2 separate regions of the Rattus norvegicus genome follow, and region 1 is linked to region 2. A link is a contact called in public Hi-C data. All regions are on one chromosome and are shown on one strand. Each heading gives the region's core, a stretch centred on a gene start, on an enhancer-like site or on the middle of the called end of the contact. The rest is flanking DNA. Distances are from core to core; before and after follow the strand shown.

The links. Hi-C and Micro-C count contacts between places; a contact is called where the count stands out from the background.
Region 1: a Hi-C map of liver shows a contact between it and region 2, with 2.1 times the contacts expected there. The contact joins the enhancer-like site here to the promoter of Xrcc2 in region 2. A contact is called at or near these places in 2 of 12 Hi-C or Micro-C datasets (liver and mammary epithelial cells) and 1 of 1 datasets of contacts at active chromatin or transcription factors (oligodendrocytes).

Annotation. Positions count from the first base shown.
Region 1 is chr4:10,320,380-10,327,814 of GRCr8, reverse strand. It overlaps the pseudogene Rpl10a-ps9. Among named protein-coding and RNA genes, the nearest start is that of Cct8l2, 17 kb to the left of the region's middle. Within about 2 kb of position 1,759, at least 59 of the 93 cell types and tissues checked have an H3K27ac peak or open chromatin away from gene starts, as enhancers often do. A contact at or near this core is called in liver, where this site is marked.
Region 2 is chr4:10,153,996-10,160,492 of GRCr8, reverse strand. Xrcc2 (X-ray repair cross complementing 2) reads right to left here and starts at 2,651. Exons shown (of 3, transcript NM_001109215.2): 1 at 2,536-2,651. The coding sequence starts at 2,574.

The sequences.
Region 1 (7,435 bases), core at 510-3,009, 170 kb before region 2:
AAATTACACCTGTGCAGTTTTATCAGTTTATTCCTACTCTCAAAAACTATTTAAAATCTTTATAAAAGATCAATTATAAAAAGTACACGTGCAAATTTTAAATTTCAATATTGCACAAACAATGGAAATTTGACTGCTACCCAGGAAAGGCAGCCTGTATTTTTGGAGTAACAAATTTGATCACTTTAGTAACTAAGTTTTGAGGCTGCAGAGATGACTCAGAGGTTCAGAGCTCTGGCTGCTCCAGAGGATTTGGTTCAATTCATAGCACCTACATGGCAGCTTGTGACAGTAACTCCAGCCGGGATTTGGCACCTCACACAGACATACAGGCAGACAATGAGAATTATTTAAAAAACTCAATCCCGAGGTGGAGAGATAGTTCCTCCTGCAGAGGAGCACCCAAGTCAGGTGGCCTACAACCAGCAGTTCCAAGGAACCCGGCGCCCTCTCTGGCTTCTGCAGTCATACCAGGTACCATGTAACTAGAGAGTTCTAAACCAGTCAGTTAAAAAAAAAAAAAGAGAGGTGAGATCCTGTCTCAAAAAACCCTCCAAACCTAACACACATCCAAAGAAAATCACTACCACTTATAACAACAACAACAACCACAAAAATGATCTGGGCCATCCAGTTCGTTCAATGTTCCCTTTCTGGAACCAAAACCAGTTAGTATTAATGTTGACGTTATCACTTAACCTCTCTCTTTCCCTGATTTCGAAATGAGGTCTATTCCACTCAGCCGAGCTTAAGGAGCTGTGAGGGAATGAAGGCGGTGTGCGTCGGAGGGAGGGGGTGGGGAGTGGGAGGAGAAGGAGTTGAAAGGGGCGGGGCGGGGTCCAGAGGCAAGTGTCGGTCGCAGCTGCACTGAGTTTGGGGACCCGGACCAGGTATCGAGGCCTGGAATCCCAGACCCGCAGGAAGCAGGAAGCAACGCAGCTAAGAGGGAGAAAAGCTGACAGAAACCGGGAATGTCCGCGGGAACAGACTCAACAGGGACCAGCTGGGATCCGCCGCGGACCGTAGGAGGCTGGGCGCCTGGCGCGAGAGGCCAATAGGCGAACGAGCCGAAAGAGGGGCGACGCAAGGCCAAAGGGAGGGATAGCCAGGCTGGGGGCGGGGACTCTAGGAACACGTGGCCAATGGCAGGGCGAGCTGGGTTGGGGCGTGGCCCCTGGTGTGAAGCCAATAGTAGGGAGTACGGCCTGGGTGAGGCCAATGGGAGCTCGAGGGTGGAGGGGGAGCCAGACCCGGAAGGCAGTGGGGGCGGGGAGCCGCGATGACAACCTGTCAAGTCCACTTCGGGACGAACTAGGTCACGCGCTTCTTGTTGCTCCGGCGCTCCCGCCCCGCGAGGCCCTGCGGGTGGCCCTGGGGCCCAGCGGCTCCGCTTCCTCTTCCTGCCCGCGGGGGTGGGGGCGGGGCGGACACCTGCCGTTAACAAGCCCGCTCCAACCTCGGGGCTGCTGAAGGCCGCCTAGCCCGCGGGCCCGCGCCCACCGATCGGCCCGGAGCCAGATCCGCGGTCTCCTGCTCCGGCCGTGGGCTCGGGAAAGCGCACAGCGCACTACTTGTCGCGGAGGGATCGGGCTCCTGCAGTTACCTGTCCTGCACTCGGACCTGACCTCGGCCCAAGGGCCTCAAATCCGCCTCACAGAGAAGTATAACAGGTTCGGATCCGCGCTCTCGACCTCACAATGGCGCCGGTGTCCAGCCACTGTTACGCAGCATCCCGTACACTTATTCGCCCAGAGCGTCGCTGCCTAGGGGACCGCGGCGGGGCCCTTCTCCCACTCGCTCATTCAGATGATGAGAATGTCCCCGCATGACACCGGGACGCTGTTTTAACAATGCCCAACTCTGCTCTTTCAAACTGCACACACTTAAAGGTGACATGGCCACAGACGCTGGGTTGCAATACTATATTGGAATTCTGCACTAATTATTTGAAAGCTTACAGTACTCTACAGCGAAACGACAGATTAAAAAATTGCATTTTCGTACGAACACAGTACTTTAACCAATGAATATTTTATGAATATTTTCTATTCAGTATTTTAAAAACCAAATGAGTGGTTCTTCAGTGAAAGAATTTTGTTTTGCCTTAAAATTTTAGCCTTTATGGAAGGCACATTTATTGCAATATGCACAGATATAAATTTTGTACATTTAAAATAGCCTTTATAACCTTTTTGTAGTTCTTTTGAAGCCCCTCCCACTCTTGACATTCTTTCATTCCTATTAATCTTAAGTTTGGTTAAATAGTTTTTAAATTAAACATAAAAAACAAGCCTACTAAATTAGCATTAACATTTGAAGATTGGGTTTTCATGTTTATTACCATGTAGCATTACTAGGAACCGGAAGTCCAACCTTATTAAAAATTAAAATTCAGCAAGACAGGTCTTTATTGTGAAGTTATTATCTTTTCATTATAACTTTTTTTTTTTTTTTACAGACAGTTAATTTTCCAGAGGGAATTACTGCTCCTGCCTTTAATCAATTTGGTTAAGAATCCTCTGCCTTCAAATATATAAAAATGTTTATGTATGATTTATTTTATTTTATAACACTTTTATTATTTGGGGGTGGAAGGCCTGTGCCACTGTGGGAGCATAAAGGATAGAGGACAACTTGTGGGCATCCTGTTCTTTTAGCGTGTGGCTTCTAGGGATGGAAGGCATTCCCGCCCTTGACAGGTCTCATGTAGCTGGCCTGGAGCTCACCTGCATAGATCATGCTGACTGAAATCTCCGAGATCCCTCTGCTTCTCTACCGCTGGGATTAAACATTGTCTTTCTTTCTATGTGTCTGTTTATGCCCCCTCTATGTATGTGGAGCTGGAGTTAATTCCAGATTGTTGTGAGCCAGCTCTGGGTGCTGGGAAGCGATCTTGGGTCCTTGGAAGAAGCAGCAAGCACTCTTAACCCAGGTGACAGGCGCTGGGCCACACCTCTTTTTCGTTTTTAATTTTCAGGATTTTGAAGTCTTTTCCTATTGAAGCTGTTTCATTCTCCCATCTCCTTGGGAACAGAGCCCAGAACTTGCTGGTGCTCAGTGCTGTGGTCAGTCTTTACCGTGGGATAATACAAGCAGGCTGTGCAACCTCAGAGGTTTTCTGTCAACAACAACAAACTTGATATTGGTAACAAGCAAAGTGAACACCTCCAGAGCATAAGTGTGAGCTGCTGTCACTATACCGTGGCCTGGGGACTGAGTGTGAGCTGCTGTCACTATATGGTGGCCTGGGGACTGAGTGTGAGCTGCTGTCACTATACGGTGGCCTGGGGACTGAGTGTGAGCTGCTGTCACTGTACCGTGGCCTGGGGACTGAGTGTGAGCTGCTCTCACTATACCGTGGCCTGGGGGCTGAGTGTGAGCTGCTGTCACTATGCCGTGGCCTGGGGACTGAGTGTTAGCTGCTGTCACTATACCATGGCCTGGGGGCTGAGTGTGAGCTGCTGTCACTATGCCGTGGCCTGGGGGCTGAGTGTGAGCTGCTGTCACTATACCATGGCCTGGGGGCCGAGTGTGAGCTGCTGTCACTATGCCGTGGCCTGGGGGCTGGGGGCTGGGGGCTGGGGACCCAGCCTGTAGGTATTATTACAGTATGGAGTAATGTTAAAGAAAGTTAAAATTTAAAATACAGCACAACCATTTTACTATATTAGGGTATGTTTTCCCACCATTAATAGAGAGTAGAAAAAATATTTTTTCTTTTTTTTTTTTTTTTTTTTTTTTTTTAAGGCAGCAACGAGGTTTATTGGAGCGTCCTAATACAGACGCTGGGGCTTGCCCATGGTGCTCTTGATGTACAGAGCCCGGACGTTCTGCCAGTTTTTCTTGAGTAAGGACACCAAGAAGTTGACAGCCAGGTGGATGTTGTAGACTAGCTCGTCATCGGTCATCTTCACGTGGCCGACGGCAACGGCCAGACACAGCACCTTCTTCATCTGGAACTTGATTGTGGAACTTGATTGTGGATTTCACCTCATCCACTTTGGCCACCATGTTTTCATTGTGTGTCAGCAGGGAGGGGAACTTGCCCGCCTTGTTTAGGCCTGGGCCCAGGATACGTGGGATTTGCTTGATCAGAGACTCGGAGGCCAAAAAGGCATCATACTTCTTGGCCAGCTTTTTGACCAACTTCTTGTTCTTGTTAAGCTTCTTGAGCGCCTCGATGTCCATGTGGGGGATATCCACGGCCTTGGCTTCATCACAGTGCTGCTGGTCCCCCAGGACGCACACGGAGAACTTGGGGCGAGGGGTGGACTTAAGCCTGACGGTGCCCGAGAAGCGTTTGTCCTTCTGAGGGTCGTAGTTCTTCAGGCTGATCTGCAGCTCCACCGTCTCCAGAAACTTGCGGCGCTTACGCTGGTTCCCGTGCAGGACTTCCCGCACCGCCTCGTAGAGGGTGTCGCGTGAAACTTTGCTGCTCATGGCTGCGGCTGCGGGAACCGGAAAAGAACTATTTTTTCTTTTTAAGGACAGGGCTTTTATGGGTATAGTGGCAAATGCCTTTAGTCCTAGTGCTTGGGGTTCCAGCCTGGTCTTCATAGCCAGTTCTAGGCCAGCCAAGGCTACACAGTGAGGCTGTCTCCAATAAAAATAAATAAATAGGATGAAGGCAGGGTTTTGTAAGATAGCACCGATGGGCCTGGCCTTTATGGGCCCTGCTGCCTCCACTTGTCTAGTACAGAAGAGTATACAAGTATACCTAGTATACTGAGTCCCAGTGGTACTGGGGGCTGAACCCAGGCTCTTGTGAACCTTAGGAAAGCAATTTTTGTTTTATTTTGTTTTAGTTCTGAGATAGGGTCTCAAACACCCAGTTGATGGCCATGAATTCAGTATGCATCCTAGGCTGGCTTCAACTGTTGGAGAATCCTCGGACTTGCCTCAGACTTCCGGATTGCTGAGATAAAGGCCTAGGCCACTTAGGGACAGCTCATTTTTCTTAAACATTTTAATATGGTGTGTCACTTTAAAAACTATTCAATCACAAGAAAACAAACTATTGGTATGAGCAGGGAAGAGCTGCAGCAGGAGGGGAGCAGCCCTTCACCTGGCCTGGGCAGCACCTCCCTTGACAGCTGGTAGAGCTGGTGCTGGTGCTGTGTGTGTCAGGACCCAGGCCTGAGGGACTGAGTTCAGGAAAGCTGGTCCTGTCTCTTGCAGGCTGCTGCATGCAAGGGAGCTGGCCCCGCCCCTTGGTCCCGCCCCTTGCCTCGGCAAAGCCAGAGAAACGGCAGACTGACCAACTCAGCTACTACCTACGCCCAGATCCACGGGCTTTGGGATGGCCATCTCTGAACTGTTGGAGCTTGTGAATGGGCCAGCCCTGCAGAACCAAAGCTGCAGGATCTCTGTGACAATGGGTAACAGCAGGGTGTCTGAGAGGAGCCCTGGTAAGGATCTAGTATTGATAGTGTAGCAGAAGCCAGGGGCCTCGAACCAGACCAGTGACAAACTACAATGAACATTTGCTAGTGAAGCTGTTTGGATAAAAGGGTGTGTACTGTGGGATGAGGCTTCTACAACAAGCTTTTCTGTTTCCAAGAGAGGCTGCAAGGGCAGAGGACAGATACAATGGGACGTGGAGGTGAGTGAGACTGGGGAACGTGATGCGAGAGTCACAAAGAATAAAAATAAAAAATTTAAAAAAAGATACTCCTTCCATTTTTTCTCAAATACACAAAGTTAGAAATAGGGCCTGTGCAGTCCTAGAACTCAGGGAACCGAATCAGTCTGGGCTACGTATCTGGTTCTAAGCTAGCTAGGACTAAAGTATAAGCATGAGACCGTGTTTCACAAGACCAGAATGCATTTAGCTCGAAGACAATTGATTTCTCACCAAAAACTAAAAGATGACAAAATCAGAAAGGTCCCAGGTTTCCAACAGTGTCATGTAAGCATACCATTTTGTACAGCCAAAAGAGAAACTATGGTGTGGAGGTGCAGCTCAGTGGCGGAATGCTTCTCTAAGCACGCAAGAGGCCTCGGGTTCAGCCTACAACATGGGGGAAAAGGGAAAAAGAAAATGCCATGAGTTGGTTCTGTGAAGAAAAAAGAAAGGGAACTCCAGAGCTGCAGGCATTACCATCTCCAGATTTCAAATATATTTTCCCAGTGGCCTCAGGGAACTGGGGCGTAAGACACATGGCACACTGAACACTGAAGTTAACACAGTGCAGAGGTGGCTGCCACATCCCACCTTCCCCTGCTGCCAGCCTTGAGGCCTGCTTCCCCAGAGGGAGACCATGTTGCAGCTGTAGAGCCTCTGGGGGTTGAGACAGCATCCGCACGATATCCCAGGTTATTTGTTTCAGTTTTTTGTGTTTTTGGTGTGTTCATTTTTTGAGAGGTTTGTGTGTGTGTGTGTGTGTGTGTGTGTGTGTGTGTGTGTGTGTGTGTGTGTAGCCTTGGCTGTCCTGAGACTCTGTAGACCAGGCTGACCTCAAACACACAGAGATCTTCCTGCCTCTGCCTCCTGAGTGCTGTGATTAAAGGCGTGAACCACCACTGCTGGCCTCTCAGGCTATCGAACTGTGTATAATATGAGCTGATCACAAACTCACAGTGATGCTTCTGTCTCAGTTTGCTAAGATCAAAGCCAAGGTATATGTGAGACCATGCCCAGCAAACCCGTTTCTACCCTGAGGGTATGTCGTGTCCCCCACCACCACCACCCCCACCCCTGTGCCAGAAATTGAGCTTAGAGCCTCACACATGCTAGGTAATCTCTCTACCACTGCACTCTAATCCTAGCCTGGTGTTTTCTCTGGCGTCTTCTGTCCTGTAATGGTCTTGCTCTTGCTCTGTGTCTTTTTTGTTTGTTTGTTTGTTTGTTATCCAGGCATATTTGATCGGGCTATGAAGCTCATCATTAATGATAGCTTTTTTTCTCTTTTCTTTTTTTCTCTTTTCTTTTTTCTTTTCTTTCCTCTTCCTCCTCCTCCCCTCTTCCTCCTCCTCCTCTCCTTCTCTTTCTCCTCCTCCTCCTCCTCCTCCTCCTCCTCCTCCTCCTCCTCCTCCTCCTTCTTTTTTTTTTTTTGGTTCTTTTTTTCGGAGCTGGGGACCGAACCCAGGGCCTTGTGCTTCCTAGGTAAGTGCTCTACCACTGAGCTAAATCCCCAGCCCCTCCTTCTTCTTCTTCTTCTTCTTCTTCTTCTTCTTCTTCTTCTTCTTCTTCTTCTTCTTCTTCTTCTTCTTCTTCTTCTTCTTCTTTTCTTCTCCTTCTCCTTCTCCTTCTCCTTCTCCTTCTCCTTCTCCTTCTCCTTCTCCTTCTCCTTCTCCTTCTCCTTCTCCTTCTCCTTCTCCTTCTCCTTCTCCTTCTCCTTCTTCTTCTTCTTCTTCTTCTTCTTCTTCTTCTTCTTCTTCTTCTTCTTCTTCTTCTTCTTCTTTCTTCTTCTTCTTCTTCCTCTTTTCTTTTTTT
Region 2 (6,497 bases), core at 1,402-3,901:
TCTTGTTTTAAGTTGTGATTCTGGTGGAAAAGACTAGTAGAAATAAATGCAGAAACCAACCATGGTGGTTTTTCCTCCCTAGTACTGAGGAGGCAGAGGCATCATGAGTTCAAGGCCAGCCTAGACTATATGAGACTCTGCCTCAATGAAACAAAAACAACAAAAAAGTGCAAAAAGAAATGACCATAGGAGTAATATAGCAAAATCCTTTCCTCTTCATTTAAGAAAAGTGTTTTCAGGGGTTGGGGATTTAGCTCAGTGGTAGAGCGCTTGCCTAGGAAGTGCAAGGCCCTGGGTTCAGTCCCCAGCTCCGAAAAAAAGAAAAAAAAAAAAAAAAAGAAAAGTGTTTTCAGCCAGGCAGTGGTGGTGCACACCTTTACTCCCAGTACTTATGAAGCAGAGGCAGAGGATCTCTGAGGTCAGCCTGGTCTACAGAATGAGTTCCAAGACAGCCGGGGTATTTAAAAAAAAAATCTTGAAGGGAAAAACAACAACAACAACAATGTATTTCAGGGGCTGGAGCAATGGCTCTTGCAGAGGGCCAAAGGTCAAATCTTCCTACTAACATGGCAACTGGCAACTGTAACTTGTTTCCAGGGAATCTGATGATCATCTGGATTCTATGGACCCAGGCGTGTATTAGGTACACACATATGCATGAGGCAAAATTTATATAAGTAAAAAAGCATGTAAGTCTGTGATTACACAAAACTAGTTATTTATTTATTTATTTATTTATTTATTTATTTATTTTTGGTTCTTTTTTTCGGAGCTGGGGACTGAACCCAGGGCCTTGCGCTTCCTAGGTAAGCGCTCTACCACTGAGCTAAATCCCCAGCCCCAAAACTAGTTATTTTTAAGTAAATGCTATTTTGTCTTACTTAATAAATATTTGTCTCTGACAAAGGGGCAACTCTGTAGCTTTTTTCCATTGTTATTGAAAACCAGACACTGTTATCAATATTTATAGTGTGTTATGAGGTTGCCATGTTCAGTGCACTTAGAGAAAAGCCTGGTGGGGGATCTGGGAGGGAAGTGAAAAACAGTGTTGTGGTGTGTGTGTACCCATGTGAGTGCATCTGTCCATCCATCCTCTTTTACACTGAGAGATGTGTGATCCACCTATTTCTTAAAACTCACTTCCCAATATTCTCTTTGTTCCAACTTTCCAGAACTACCGGCTGTTCTCCTAAATCACTGGCTCTCTACCTTCTTAATGCTTCAACCCTTTAGCTTTAGGACAGCTCCTCATGTTGCAGTGACTCCCAACCATAAAATTATTTTCATTGCTACTCCATAACTGTTAATTCTGCAAATGTTATGAATCCTAATGTAAATATTTTTTTGAGATAGAGGTTTGAAAAAGGGTCGGTGACCCACAGTTTGAGAACTGCTATCCTACATGTTGCCCTTGCTAAACGCAGACCCTACCTGAGCTGCTCCTTCCTCCTCAACAAACCACTGCAGAGATAGTCCTTAAAATGCCAGTTCAGGGGCTGGGAATTGTGGTGCAGGTGGCTAAGCCTGTGCTTAGTAATCATGAGACCCTGGAGTTCACGCTTGGCAGTGGATAGCAGGGCATGGTAGCACACACGTGTAAGCCTAGCATTCAGGGAGGCAGGTTAGTCAGAAGTTGAAGGTGGGAGCTAAAGATGTGGATCTCAGTTAAGAATTGGTATTGTTCTTACAGAGAACATGAGTCTGGTCCAGGTGACTCTCGATTGCTAGTAACTCCAGCTCCTGATCATCTGACACCTTTTCCTCTGGCCTCCAAATTCATCTGCACACATGGGTATATACCAATCCACAAACACATATTCATTTACATAACTTACATAATTAAATTGGTCAAGGTTATCCTCAGCTGCACAGCAAGTTCAAGGCCAGCCTGAGCTACCTAGATCCCCTCTGAAGAACATGTAAGTCATCTCCTCCTACAGTCTGTTTTACCCTCTTTTGGAGAGGCATGCTTTTACCATACACTGTACATTTTACGCCAGCTTCAATGATTACATTTTGTCTGTTTGGGAGAGGGCCTCACTATGCAGTCCTGACTGGCCTAGAACTCCCCATATAAACCAGGCTAACTTCACCTCCCTATATAAACCAGGTGCCTCCACCTCTTTAGTGCTAGGATTAAAGGCGTGCACCACCAAGTCTGTTGAGTTTTCTGTTGTTTCTTACTCCCAACTCTTGGCTGACATAGTACTAGAACCAGTAACACACGTTAACGGCTAACGGTTCCTGAATGAAATGGCTAGCGTGGCTCTGGAGACAGACCATAGAGTCATTCTGGGATACAGGGGGATGGGTGCCACAAGCAGGTTAGTTACAGAGGTGAAGCAAGCTACCCAAATTCAGGAAACGTCTACAGATGCCTCAACTGGTGGGCCTCCCTTCCCCAGCTCCGGTCGCACAGCTCGCCATTGCTGACAGGTTCACTGGCGGCTGCCCGGCAGCCTCACGGTGGCCCTGGGCGCCACACCGCGACCTCCCACTGTGGTGCGCGCCCTCCCGCTGCTCCATGGGTCTCACCTCGGTCCCGGATTCTGCCCTGCGAAAGTCGCTGCACATCGCCCCGCCAACTCCTCGGGTTCAACCTACCCGCCAGCAACGCCATTTAGCAAGAGCGTGAGACGCACAGCCAGTCAGCGCACCGGCCCCATGTGCGCGTGCGCACTGTGCGGGCTCCGGGCCAGAGAGGCCTGGAGCATGCGCAGTAACGCTGCGGCGCCCTCCGGTGACGCCAGTCTCCTGCGCCTCCTTTAGTCCGTTCGTTCTCTTCTGTTACTCATCTCAACTTGTCTTTATCAGGCAAAATTAACTTGATTTTGAATTTTATTTTATTTTTTTAGAGATGATTTCCTATTTTGTCCTGGCTGTTCTGGAACTCACTATGTAGAGATGGATTTCCTATATTGTCCTGGCTGTTGTGGAACTCACTATGTAGAGATGGATTTCCTATATTGTCCTGGCTGTTCTGGAACTCACTATGTAGACCAGACTGGCTTCGAACTTTGCCTGCCCCTGCTTCCTGATGCTAGGATCAAAGGCGATCACCACCTCTCCCAGTGCTCAGTTGTTCTAAAGAAACAAAGTAAATCTTCCTGCCAAGGTTGTGTATGCCTGTGATTCTAGCACTCAGGAGGCTGAGGCAGGGGAAATCACCAAGAGTCAGATCAGGCAATAGCCTGCGCTATGGCGTGAGATGGTGTCTTAAAAATGCTAGGACAAAAGTTTACAGATTTGGGCTTTTGATGTGTCAGTTGGTCCTAACAACTCCTGAGGCTGAAGCCAGATGATTGATTGAGTCCAGGAGACTACCCTGGGCAGAACAGCGGAACCGGAATAAAAGGAAACGAGCAAGCACGTTCTTTTGTCCTTCTTGAAGCAAAAGCTCTGATTGGCTGTGTTATTTATCGATAACTGGAGTGGGAAGGGAGAAGTGTATATTGAATTGAAAAGAACTGTGGAAATACACTGAGCTTGTGAAATTTTCAAACTCTTAGTTTGTTTAGGTTGTTTGTTTGCCTTTGTGTGTGTGTGTGTGTGTGTGTGTGTGTGTGTGTTATTTGTATTTCATAAGTTCTAGAAATACAGGCCAGCAGCAGTCCTCTATGTAATTCTAGGCATCAACACTTCAGTGCATGCTAGTTAAGCACTCTTGCAGATGAACTATATTCCCTGACCCTTTTTGTTTAGATCTTGGGTGAAGGAAGAAGTAGAGAGTAGAATAATTTTATTACTATTGCCTGTCAAATGTCCATTGGTTAAATACAGATAGAATATTTATACTTTGTATAACTGTGAGTACAAATATTATGTACATAGTACACATGGATGTCTGTACAAGACATACTACCACACATCGGATTTGAACTTTTCTAGGAATATGTCACAGGAGACATGCCTGGAGTTTACAACTTATTAGGTCAGTTACTGGAACTCCTGAAAATTCACTTTCCAACATATATGTAGGCTGTTTCCTTGTGAAGAGGTATGAGGTTGTCTCTTGTCATATTCTTGAAGCTGTGTAGTTAATTATCTGTAGTGACTAGTTTATGTCATCTTGACACAAACTAGAATTATCTGAAAGTGAGGTGCCTCAATTGAGGAAATGCCTCCATAAGGTCTGGCTGTAGGGACTCTCTCTCTCTCTCTCTCTCTCTCTCTCTCTCTCTCTCTCTCTCTCTCCCTCCCTCCCTCCCTCCCTCCCTCCCTCCTTCCCTCCCTCCCTCCCTCCTTTTGTTTTCTTTAAGACAGGGTTTTTCTGTGTAAGCCCGCTGTCCTGAAACTTGATTTGTAGACCAAATTCAAACTTAGAGATCCACCTGTATCTACCTCCCAACTCGATGGGATTAAAGACATGCACCACCATCACCACCAGATAGGGTATTTCTTAGTGATTGATAGGGGAGGGCTCAGCCCATTGTGGGTGGGGCCGTCCTTGGGCTGGTGGTTCTGAGTTCTATAAGGAAACAGGCCAAGCAAGCCATGTGGAGCAAGCCAGTAGGCAACATCCCTCCATGGCCTCTGCATAAGCTCATGCCCCCAGGGTCCTGTCCTGTGTGAGTTCTGCCTTCACTGCTTTTGATGATGAATTGTTACCTGAACTGTGAGTGAAATATACACCCTCCCTCCCTAAGTTGCTTTTGGTTGTGGTGTTTCGTCACAGCAGTCATATCCCTAAGATGTGAGAGTGCTTTGTAAATACCAGGTGCTGTTCTCAGTGCCTTGTATACACTGATCTACCGACTCCTCGGCCCTGCTGTAATTGTGCACGTTCAGAGGGTAACAAGAATGGACACCATCTAAGCTCTGGTTACTTTACAGGGACAGTGTAATGGGTGGATAGAATAATGCAAAATTGCAAGTAAATACCACATATACAAATAAGAGCTTTAAAAAGCCTTGATGTGAAAGGAGATATTTTTTAATATATATAAGATCTGGGGAGGTGTGTGTATATGTGTGTTTACATATTGAAAGAGTAATAGCTGGGCATGGTGACACACATATGTAAAACCAGCATTTGGAAGTTTGAGGAAAAGAGTAAACAAACGAAAGCCAAACAAAAGATCCTGGGTGATATCACCAGACACTTGCTATAATTTTAATAGGGGCAAAGGGATGGTTCAGGGTAATGGGACTTGCTGCTGAGGTTAATGACCTGAGTTCAATCCCAGGACTCACTTGGTAAAAGGAGAAAAACCAATGTCTACACACATATGCACACAAGTAGATGTAAAAGAATAATTTTAGAAGGAGGGAGGAAAGGAAGGAGAGGAAAGAAAAAAACTTTTTAAAAAATATATTAAATTTCCTTTGTATGAGAGTTTGCTTCCACATACCTTTCTGCACCACATGCATCCTTGGTGTTTGCAGGGGCACAGAGGGCACTGGATCCCTGGAGCTAGATCTAGAGATGGCTTACAGTGGACCATCACGTGGGTGCTGGGAGTCGAACCCCAGTGCCCTGGAAGAACAATGTTCAGTCTTAACCACTGAGTCATCTTTCCAGACCTGAAAGAACATTCTTGATCCTTAGTAGTATGCAGAGAAGGGAGTTAAGAACCTAAAGAGTTAGGCGAATGTAGTGTGTGGCAGAAGTTATCTCACCAGGAGGACTTCCCACCGGACTTGTCATAATATCATTTTATACACATCAACTATCCCATCCACCATACATACTCTCTGCTCTCTAAGAATGCGTCAGGACACTGGCACTTATGCCACCGTCTCACACACTCCTCAGACTGTGTCCAGAGCTCAGTGATGTATGACTGTAGTAACTCTGGCCATCAACGTCAAGGTGACAAACCACCTCTCGGTTAGAAAAGCCCAGACTCGTGTGTGCCATCCTTCTGTCCTGCAGGTTCATTAGAGGCCTATAGAGTAGCATTGCCTTGTGGGTTTCATATTTAGTGCTAACAATGCTCTATAAATGAGTCGCAGTGGGCTTGGTGGCAAGTTACACAAGGCACTGCTTTTGTTTATTTTAACAATAAAAGGGCTGGAGAGATGGCTCAGCAGAGAACCTGGGTTTCATTTCCGGCACCACCTGGAGGCTCACACCTGTAATTCCAGTTCCAGCCTCTTCTGGGCTCCGTGAGCACCATGCAGGAAAGAAAAACACCCAAGCATATAAAAATAATTTTTAAAATCTGAAACAATGGGCCTTGCTGAGTCGCATGCTGAAGTCCAGAATATGGCCAGCTAAGAGTTAGTTAATGAGAAGCTCAGTTAGACAAACAGGGTACATAGCAAGATCCTGATGCAGAAAACAAAACCAGGCAAAATGGGAATATCACAGAATGTAGACTCATGAAAGGCCTGTGACTCTTTGAAGCATCGGGAAGCAAGTCAACCTGTGAGGAGGCCAAGGGAAGTTCTGATTGAGACAGGGTCTCATACTGTAGCCCAGGATGGCCTGAGACTCATGATGAGCCTGCTGCCATTGCCTCCTGAGGACAGAAACAGAGACTTTATGACCACAC